3 separate regions of the Pan troglodytes genome follow, and all the other regions are linked to region 1. A link is a contact called in public HiChIP or PLAC-seq data. All regions are on one chromosome and are shown on one strand. The core of a region is the stretch at or near the end of the contact, and the rest is flanking DNA. Distances in the headings are between cores, read along the strand shown.

The links. HiChIP or PLAC-seq counts read pairs in DNA pulled down with a chosen protein or histone mark.
Region 2: a contact with region 1 is called in an H3K4me3 HiChIP or PLAC-seq map of stem cell-derived excitatory neurons, with 2.0 times the contacts expected there. The contact joins the promoter of H2AZ2 here to the promoter of DDX56 in region 1. A contact is called at or near these places in 1 of 7 Hi-C or Micro-C datasets (stem cell-derived neural progenitor cells) and 1 of 1 datasets of contacts at active chromatin or transcription factors (stem cell-derived excitatory neurons).
Region 3: an H3K4me3 HiChIP or PLAC-seq map of stem cell-derived excitatory neurons shows a contact between it and region 1, with 5 times the contacts expected there. The contact joins the promoter of PGAM2 here to the promoter of DDX56 in region 1. A contact is called at or near these places in 1 of 7 Hi-C or Micro-C datasets (stem cell-derived neural progenitor cells) and 1 of 1 datasets of contacts at active chromatin or transcription factors (stem cell-derived excitatory neurons).

What each region holds. Positions count from the first base shown.
Region 1 is chr6:50,438,253-50,441,333 of NHGRI_mPanTro3-v2.0_pri, reverse strand. It overlaps DDX56 (DEAD-box helicase 56), which reads left to right and starts at 1,576. Exons shown (of 14, transcript XR_010158444.1): 1 at 1,576-1,707; 2 at 1,799-1,960; 3 at 2,493-2,653; 4 at 2,799-2,969. TMED4 (transmembrane p24 trafficking protein 4) reads left to right here. Exons shown (of 5, transcript XM_063814206.1): 5 at 1,355-1,528. The coding sequence ends at 1,528.
Region 2 is chr6:50,712,607-50,715,740 of NHGRI_mPanTro3-v2.0_pri, reverse strand. It overlaps H2AZ2 (H2A.Z variant histone 2), which reads left to right and starts at 1,422. Exons shown (of 5, transcript XM_016945308.4): 1 at 1,422-1,563. The coding sequence starts at 1,561.
Region 3 is chr6:49,929,150-49,932,403 of NHGRI_mPanTro3-v2.0_pri, reverse strand. It overlaps PGAM2 (phosphoglycerate mutase 2), which reads left to right and starts at 1,804. Exons shown (of 3, transcript XM_001143059.7): 1 at 1,804-2,681; 2 at 2,785-2,965. The coding sequence starts at 2,268. It overlaps LOC107975781 (a long non-coding RNA gene), which reads right to left and starts at 2,110. Exons shown (of 5, transcript XR_010158443.1): 1 at 2,022-2,110; 2 at 1,712-1,807; 3 at 422-496.

The DNA.
Region 1 (3,081 bases), core at 327-2,826:
CAAACAGCCTTCTCCCTCCTTACCACAAAAAAAGAAAAAAAAGTTCTGGGGTTGAGGGCACACTCCATTCTTAACATCCTCTATTATCCCAGCCCAATTCCCCAGCTCTCACTGGGACTAGTTGTACCTATCTTCATCATTTGGTCCCAGCATGACTACCTGTTGGTGCATGAGCTGATCTCTCCTAACCTAACAGCCAGATGCTAGTCTCTGGTACTCAGATGCTGGGCTGCATCAGATAGGATGCACAGGATCATCCTGGAAGCTTGTTGACATAGATTCCTGTGCAACACTCAGATATAGTCTTAATGTAGATTTGTGTTGGGTGGTATGGTAGGCAGAATAATGGCCTACCACTCTGAAACATATGAATATGTTACCTAACATGACAGAAGAGAATTAAATTGCTAATCAGATGACTGTAAAATAAATTATCCTGGATCATCTGGATAGGCCTAATGTAATCACAAAGGTTGTTTCCTTGCCTTTTCCAGCTTGGCTCTGGCTCCCTTCCTCCAGCAAGGGTGGGTTGAGCTCTCACATGGCACCACTTTGACCTCTTCTGCTTCCCTCTTCTACACTGAAAGACTTACGGGCCAGGAGCAGTGGCTCGCACCTGCAATCCCAGCACTTTGGGAGGCCGAGGAAGGCAGATCGCTTGGCCCCAGGAGTTCAAAACCGTCCTGGGCAACGTGGCGAAACCCCATCTAGAAAGAAAAGAAGAGAAGGGGAGGGGGGAGGGGAGAAGGAGATACAGATATACACATACACACACACACACGTACGTACATACATACATACACGCTAACTGGACGTGGTGGTGCATGCCTGTAGTCTTAGCTTTCCAGGAGACTGAGGTGGGAGGACCACTTGAGCCTGAGATCGCGCCAGCCTGGGTGACAGTCAAGACCATGTCTCAAAAAAAAAAAAAAAAAAAAAAAAGATTTGTGATTAGGATTCTTAGTCCTCACCTGTATTATTTTCCTATTGCTACTGTAACAAATTACCACAAATTTACTGGCTTAAAACGACGCAAGTCTGTAGGTCAGAAGTCTGACACGGGTCTTAACTGGTGACCCGAGTCAGATTTGGGACACAAAGAACAGCAACCAAGCTGTGCAGGTGACTGACAGGCAGTCCGGTTAGGGAGCCCTACAGCAACCCGCCGGTCCTCTCTCTCAGGCAGTTGCTGCCATGGCTCATTATTCCAACCGGTTCTCCTCAGCCCAGTCTATCTCAGTGGCTCCATTCATAGGGTGATGTGCCCGGCGGGACACTAACCCTAACCAAGCAGAGAGACGGTCATGCCCGTCACGACCTCGGCCCTCGGCCCCGGCCGAGGCTTCTCCTGCAGGTCGCGAGAATCAGGTGTGTCAGCGGCGTCCGGGAACGCCGGAAGAGCCAGTGGAGCGGCTCTGTAGTCCAAAGTACCCCGTCGACCCCAGTACGGCCGCTCCACCGCCTCCTACTAGACCCAGTCCCAGGGACTGCGCAGTCGCAGAGCTCCGTCCGAGTACCGGAAGCCTAGGTGCCAGCACTTCCGGGAAGTGACTTCGTCTCCGAAGCCGATTGGTTGTTGCTTTGCTCCCCCTCGCGTCGGTGGCGTTTTTCCTGCAGTGCGTGCGTGCTGCGCTACTGAGCAGCGCCATGGAGGACTCTGAAGCACTGGGCTTCGAACACATGGGCCTCGATCCCCGGCTCCTTCAGGTACACGCGAGGGCTGGGAAGCCGGCTTACGGGCTCTGCGGGGCGCGCCATCACTCTTCACGCCGCTTAAACCGCACTCCTGGTCTCCTAGGCTGTCACCGATCTGGGCTGGTCGCGACCTACGCTGATCCAGGAGAAGGCCATCCCACTGGCCCTAGAAGGGAAGGACCTCCTGGCTCGGGCCCGCACGGGCTCCGGGAAGACGGCCGCTTATGCTATTCCGATGCTGCAGCTGTTGCTCCATAGGAAGGCGGTGGGTAACGAGAGAGCTGAGGGGAGGAAGGAGGCAAGCTCCAAAAGCCTGGGAAGGGCGGTTCCCGTTTGTCTGAGGTTTTCTCTTGGCCCTGTACCCGTGCAGGCCGGCCTGAGAACCTGGTGCTGTTGTGGCAAACACTCTGGGCTGGAGTTCAGGTTACCTGGATCCTTGTCCGGCCCTGCTACCACCAACCTTTGCGTAATCTTCGACACAGCACTTTCTTTTCTTTCTTACATAAAAAGGGAGCACATCTATCTTTTCTACTTACAGAATTATTGTGAGAATTTAGCTTCATAACTAGTATATTTAAAGTAGCTTCATAAACATCAGAGTACGTTATTCTTTTTGAGGGTCAGTGCCTGGGGAAAGAACTCTCCACTCTGCATTCTGAGGCGGGCAGAGTGATAGATGATCAAAGTACTGCTGAGTAGTGTTGCAGCAGATGGGTCAGGTAGGCTGGAAGGGGTAGAGACACGTGGACACAGTGATGTGCACTGCTGGCTAAAGTCTTTAATTCATATTCTTACAGACAGGTCCGGTGGTAGAACAGGCAGTGAGAGGCCTTGTTCTTGTTCCTACCAAGGAGCTGGCACGGCAAGCACAGTCCATGATTCAGCAGCTGGCTACCTACTGTGCTCGGGATGTCCGAGTGGCCAATGTCTCAGCTGCTGAAGACTCAGTCTCTCAGAGGTGGGTAAAAGCAGCAAAGCTGTACCTGAATGAAGCTACACAGTGTTGTGGGGTTGGGTTTGTGTGTGGCAAAAAAGAGAGCAAATCCAGGGTGAGATCCCAGCTGCTACATTCTGCCTGATACTGATGTCTTGTCCACCTGCAGAGCTGTGCTGATGGAGAAGCCAGATGTGGTAGTGGGGACCCCATCTCGCATATTAAGCCACTTGCAGCAAGACAGCCTGAAACTTCGTGACTCCCTGGAGCTTTTGGTGGTGGACGAAGCTGATCTTCTTTTTTCCTTTGGCTTTGAAGAAGAGCTCAAGAGTCTCCTCTGGTAAGGCAGAGGTGGGTGTGATTCCTAGTGGAAACATCTGTGAGTAGGAGTTGGGACGAGAGCGGGGTGGCTGGAAGCCAGTTACTACAATTAGCGGCCCTTGGAGCTGGAA
Region 2 (3,134 bases), core at 173-2,672, 270 kb before region 1:
GCTTCCGGGGGAAGGCGATTCCACTTTAGAGCTTTTCTTCCTTTCTAGCTGGGAGTTATCCTCCAAATTTTAACCTAATGATGTAAGCAGAATAAACACACTGAAGAGGTTGAGAAAAGAAAAACGGCTCACAACAGTCTGAGCTCTGTGAGGTCTGCAAAATGTATTAGGCCTAGAGGGACATGAGTATGGGACTTCGGTTATGCCCACCCTCTGCCCCCACATACACACATACCCAATCCCATGCATACCCAATTGTTTAAAGTCATTTCATTCCTGACTATCGGCCTCATCCATTACCTTTTTTTATTATTATTATTTTTAGACAGGGTATAATCTGTCTCCCAAGCTGGAGTGCAGTGGTGCGATCATGACTCACTGCAGCCTCGACCTCCTGGGCTCAAGAGATCCTCCTGTCTCAGTCTTGACAGTAGGTGAGGCTACAGGTTCGCGCCACCAAGCCGGCCCCATTATCTTCGTGTTCTTAGAATTTGTAATACATGCCGGGCGCGGTGGCTCACGCCTGTAATCCCAGTACTTTGGGAGGCAAAGGCGGGCAGATCACCTGAGGTCAGGAGTTCGAGACCAGCCTGACCAACACGGAGAAACCCCGTCTCTATTAAAAATACAAAAGTTAGCTGGGCATTGGGGCGCGCGCCTGTAGTCCCAGGACTCCATCTCTAAAAAAGGAAAAAGAATTTGTCATACAAATAACAATATGTAGCCAATTGATAGCTTTTGTTTTTGTTTGTTTGTTTTGAGACGATGCGTCGCCCAGCTGGAGTGCAGTGGCGCGATCTCGGCTCACTGCAACCTCCGCCTCCGGGGTTCAAGCGATTCTCCCGCCTCAGCCTGCCGCGGACCTTGTCAGGGTCCGCGCTGAGAGGACGTCAGAGTAGTCAGTCCGCCAGAATACGGCTGAGCATGAGGCCTGCCTAACCTTGAAACCCAGCGCCCTCCTGATCCACACGTTCTAAGACGAATAAATCCTCACAGTCTGTGAAAACCCACCAGGAGAAGCACGTCCAACACTCTTTACCTCCCCAAACAAGTCTCATAAGCGGGAAAACCAACGCCGCGAATGGGCGGGAAAGCCACAGCGCCTGCAATCGCTTCACCTTATTAGCTAATTTTGCTGTCCTTCCCAGTGGCCCGCCTCCCTTGCTCGCGGGCGATATTTTTATTGGCTTTCGTCTGCGAGGCGTCCAATCTCATTGGTTTGCCTTTCTGTTCGTCAGGCTTGGGCGCCTGGTGAAAGGCAGAGAGCGCGTCACTATTGGGGCTGGAGGCCCGCCTCCGCGTGCCGTGTGCAAAAACAAACAGCCGTTAGGAAGGCGGTGCCGGGGGGGCGGGGTCTGGCTAGAAGGAGGCGCGCGATTGAACAGCCGCTGGGGTTCGAACCAGCAAGACAAGCGGGCATTGGCCACAGCAGCGCGAGGCGGGCACGGGGTATTGTCCGGCTCCGGCGGCGGCGGTCGGTGCTGCGAGAGCGGCGGCGGCGGCGCGGGTCGGCAGCGGGAGGGCGCGCGGCCGAGCGGAGGCGGAGTCGGCGCCGAGAACATGGTAAGGGCGGCCGGGTGGGCCGGGGGCACGGGGCCTAGGGGAGCAGAGCGCGGAGGCCCTGGCGTCCGCGCCGCTACCTGTGGAGTCGGGAGTTTGCGGGTGTCTGGGCTTCGTCCGGCCGAGCCCCTCGCCGCCCGCCGGGGGGCGCCATGTCCCAGCTGCGGAGCCCGACACGGGTCCCCGGGTGAGAGCTGGGCCTGGCCGGGTAGAGCGCGAAGTCTGTTCCGAGCCGGACAGATCTGTCCCGACGCTTGTGACGCTGCACCGCCCGTCTTAGAAGGAGGAGGACGGCAGAATCCGGCTTGGAAATGTAGAAACAAGTGCTGGATCTTAATGTGATCGCTTCTCTGTATGAATGAGGTCAAACAGGCTGCCGCTGTACAAGTTAGATAAGTCTTTGGCGATGTTTGGTTACGTAATCTCCCTGGCAGTCAGTTTGAGGGTTTCTGCGAAAGGGTGCTTGTATTTGTGGTCTTTTGAGCGACAAAGAATGGTTTTATAGACCAGAACCACACGATTTGTTCTAGGTGATTGCACAGGTTAGAAATGAACGCCCGTTATCTTCTGAGCCCCTTGCAGTTTGCGGTTTTCATTATACAACAGTACTTTCCTTTGCCCTTGCTATGGATTTTCAGTCTTAAAGTATTCATCTTTTTATTCTGAAATTCAGATCTAGATAAGAAGAGTGTGGCTTTAAAAAAATGAAAGTGAATAGAACTTCAGCCCCATCTTAAAGTTGAGGGAAAAGAGAAGGTGCTAAAGGATACGCTCTGAGTTGCATCAAAGATTGTGTAAAAATAATAAGACTGTTATGGAATCTTATTTTTGCCGGTATTCGTGCTTTAAGCATTCTGTTGAAAGGTTACTTCAGCGGGAGCTACCTGCTTAAAAGTTAGCACCAAGCTGTCATTTATCATACTGCAGATAGTATTAGATGATTTGTCTTGTGCTTGATGTGACAGATATGGTATTGAATAGACATAACACCTAACTGTAAACAGATTGGCCAGTCAAGAGGACAATGTTTGGTTATTGTAAAATACCCAAATCTTAGAGCTGGAATAGACTTTAGGGATAATTGCTTCCAACGTCTAACGTATAGTTTATTGTTATTGTAAAAAACCCAAATCTTAGAGCTGGAATAGACTTTAGGGATAATTGCTTCCAATGTCTCACGTATAGTTTATTGTTATTGTAAAGTACTTTATAGTACTTTAACAAACTGGGGTACAGCGTACATCTAATCTGTAAAAGGATTTGCTCAAACAGATGATTTTCATGATTCTAGTTTTTTGTGGTTTTTTTTTTTTTTGGTTTTTTGTTGTTTGTTTTTTGTGGGTTTTTTTTTGAGACGGAGTCTCACTCTGTTGCCAGGCTGGAGTGCGATGGGCGATCTTCGCTCACTGCAACCTCCGCCTCCCGGGTTCAAGCGATGCTCCTGCCTCAGCCTCCCGAATAGCTACAGGCGTGCGCCACCACGCCCTGCTAATTTTTTGTATTTTTAGTAGAGATTGGGTTTCACCATGTTGGCCAGGATGGTCTCGATCTCTTGACCTTGTGATCCGCCCGCC
Region 3 (3,254 bases), core at 555-3,054, 510 kb after region 1:
TGGCTGTCAGTGGGAGAGACATGGGAAGATGCTCCCTCCACCTTCCTGGGACCACCTTGTTGACTCAGCAGCCTTCCTCGCCGCCCACCATGCCACGCCTTCCTGGATGGAGGCCCTGAGGGTGGCTTTTGGTTTTCCTACCCCTGTACCCCTCCAAGAAAGCTCTGGCACACTGCAGAGGCCAGCAACTACTTGTCAAATGAATCAAAGGAAAGTCCAGCCGGAGCCAAGGGTCAGAAGCAGGGGCTTGCTTCCCCGAAGTCCAGCCCTTCTCTGGGCTCCCCTTTCCTTTTTGACACCTCCTGCTTGGTTGGCAGTGAGGTCTCCCAGGTCTGGGGGATCCTTGCCACTGCTTCTGCACCCGGCCCTGGCTAAGCGGCCTTGTTCTCATCAAAGCTGCCGAGACCTGCAGGGTACTCACCTTCTACTTCCACTCCTACACAGCTGCAAGTGACTTGAAAATATGACCATGCTTCAAAGTCTCCAGTGATTCCCACTGTGTTGGGACACAAAGCCCACCTCTCTGCCATGTGCCCCTGATGGTCGCTGCCCCAGCTTGTTTGCTTTCTGTAGGGCTTGGGTCTTTGCCAACCCCTCTACCTGAATTGCTCTCCCTGTAGGACTCATCATAGCTGAGGCCTTTGCACTCCGCTCTTTCCACTCACATGTCACCTCAGGGCTGTCCCTGGCCTCTCCTTTCCCATCTCTCCCAGTACATTATGGTCCTTCCTTCCTAGCATCTGGTGCTATCTACGGTAGGCATGTTTAGCTGCTGGTACGATCCCTCCTCCACTGAAATATGGGCTTCATGTCTGGCCCCTGTGGGACTGCCAGAGCCTGGTCCTCAGTCATGTTTAGTTGGGCTAGTGAATCAACTCTTTTGGTCAAAGGGACAAACGCAGATGAGGAGATGTGGCTTCAATCAGGATCAGTGTGGAACAGTGAGACCTGCGCATGGCACTGCTAGGAGGGATGGGTTCCACCTGCCAGCCTTGGGGGTCCTGGCAGCCGACAGGACTTTGCCCACTGGGACTTGTCTGCCAACCTTTGGGTACAGAGCCTTAGCTTCACAGGCCCCAAGCCAGGAGCCCCTCCCCAGGTAGGCCAGCAGGGATGGAGGGAGGCCTGTCAAGGGTTTCTTGCACACTCAGATCCAAGTCTCAGAGTGGTGGTCCCTCTGCTGGCCTCTCACCTACCCGCTCCTGTTATCAGAAGTGTCGCAGGTGACAGTGTGGTCACTGGGGTGGGAGGAAGTGGGAGGCCCTGGATGGGGCCCATGCCCAAGGGTCTGGCCATGGCCCCTTCATTAGGGCCCCAATTGTGACTTTATTGCTCATAGTCTCTTCCCTGCCCTGGTGGCTCTCATCCCCCAAACCTGAATGCAGAAGTCTTGGTCCTGGACTCAACTCCATGCCACCCTTCAGCCTACGTTGTGGGTTCCTGCTAAGCTGAGCATTTACCTAACAATCAAGACTTCTGACAGTCCTCAGTCCTGCCCCCAAACCCCCTTGGATTTCTCTTTTTCAAGGTGGTTTCAGCTAGGAGAGTGAGCGTGGCTTGGGTGAGGGCAGATAGGGTGGGAGCATGGGGCATGTATGGATGAGACCTTGACAAAGGGACCCCGGAGGAAAGACAGGGGCCCTTTCCCCCTTTGTCCTGGAAACCCGGCTCAGCCCCAGCCCTTGCCCATTCTGCTGCTGCTGCCTGGTACCTTCCACAAGGCCAGACTCCTCTCCGCAAAGCTGTGGTCTGCACCAGCTCCTCTGGCTCTCCTCCTCTGCCTGCTGAGGGCCCCCTCCTAGCCTGGCTGCCAATCACAGGAGAAAGGGGTTGGGATTTTGTTTGTGCCTCTGTCTGAGCAGAGAATGGCTGATGAGGCCACTGAGCCTTGCCCTGGAGAGCCCCTCTGTCCCTGCTATCCCCATCTCCCCTGGCCCAGACTTCTGCCCTTCACGCCCATCCCTGACCAGCAGCCCCACTCAGTCTGGGCTCTGGGTGCCAGCTGGTTATAGACATGCCACCTGAACCCAGGCCAGGAGCTGGTGGATGCGTGGGGCTATTTTAAGCACAGCTTCTTGGCCTGCACACTCCCCTGGCCCCCAGCCCCCAGCCCCCAGCAGCTCAGCTACTGGTCAACTGCCACCGCCTGGAATGCTGATTGGCAGTTGGCTGGGGTGGGTGGGGGCTGGGAAGACACTATTAGAAAGCTGGGAGTGTTGGGAAGCAGCTGTCCCCGTCCAGAGTCCTCTGTGTTCCCTGCTGCCACCATGGCCACTCACCGCCTCGTGATGGTCCGGCACGGCGAGAGCACATGGAACCAGGAGAACCGTTTCTGTGGCTGGTTCGATGCAGAGCTGAGTGAAAAGGGGACCGAGGAGGCCAAGCGGGGAGCCAAGGCCATCAAGGATGCCAAGATGGAGTTTGACATCTGCTACACGTCAGTGCTGAAGCGGGCCATCCGCACCCTCTGGGCCATCCTGGACGGCACGGACCAGATGTGGCTGCCCGTGGTGCGCACTTGGCGCCTCAATGAGCGGCATTACGGGGGCCTCACAGGCCTCAACAAGGCAGAAACGGCCGCCAAGCACGGGGAGGAGCAGGTGAAGATCTGGAGGCGCTCCTTCGACATCCCGCCGCCCCCGATGGACGAGAAGCACCCCTACTACAACTCCATTAGCAAGGTGGGCTGCCTTCGCTGGGAAGGCCTCTGGGAAGCTGCAGAGTGGGGAGTCGGGTGGGGGCCCACTGGCTTGGGAGGGAAAGCAGCGTGCCTGTGTCCCCCAGGAGCGTCGGTACGCAGGCCTGAAGCCCGGGGAACTCCCCACCTGCGAGAGCCTCAAGGACACCATTGCCCGGGCCCTGCCCTTCTGGAACGAGGAGATTGTTCCCCAGATCAAGGCCGGCAAGCGAGTGCTCATTGCAGCCCACGGGAACAGCCTGCGGGGCATTGTCAAGCACCTGGAAGGTGAGGCCACCTTCAGGAGCCTGGGCAGGGTGGGTGGGCAGCAGCCCCAGCTGGCTTCTCATCTCAGCAAAGTCTCTCGCCCATGGACCAGGCTGCTTTCTAGGCGTGGGGCTCCACATCATTCACTGAAAAAGGAGGGCTGAGAAGCCATTTTTTAGTTTTGTGAAATTTTCCCCATTTCTGTGTAACTGGGACACACTCCACAGGGGCTGACCGCACTCGAAGCTCGCTGTGTCCCGAGGCGGGGCAGGCTCCAAAGGTGGCATCTGCCCAGGGACACCCAGCTAGG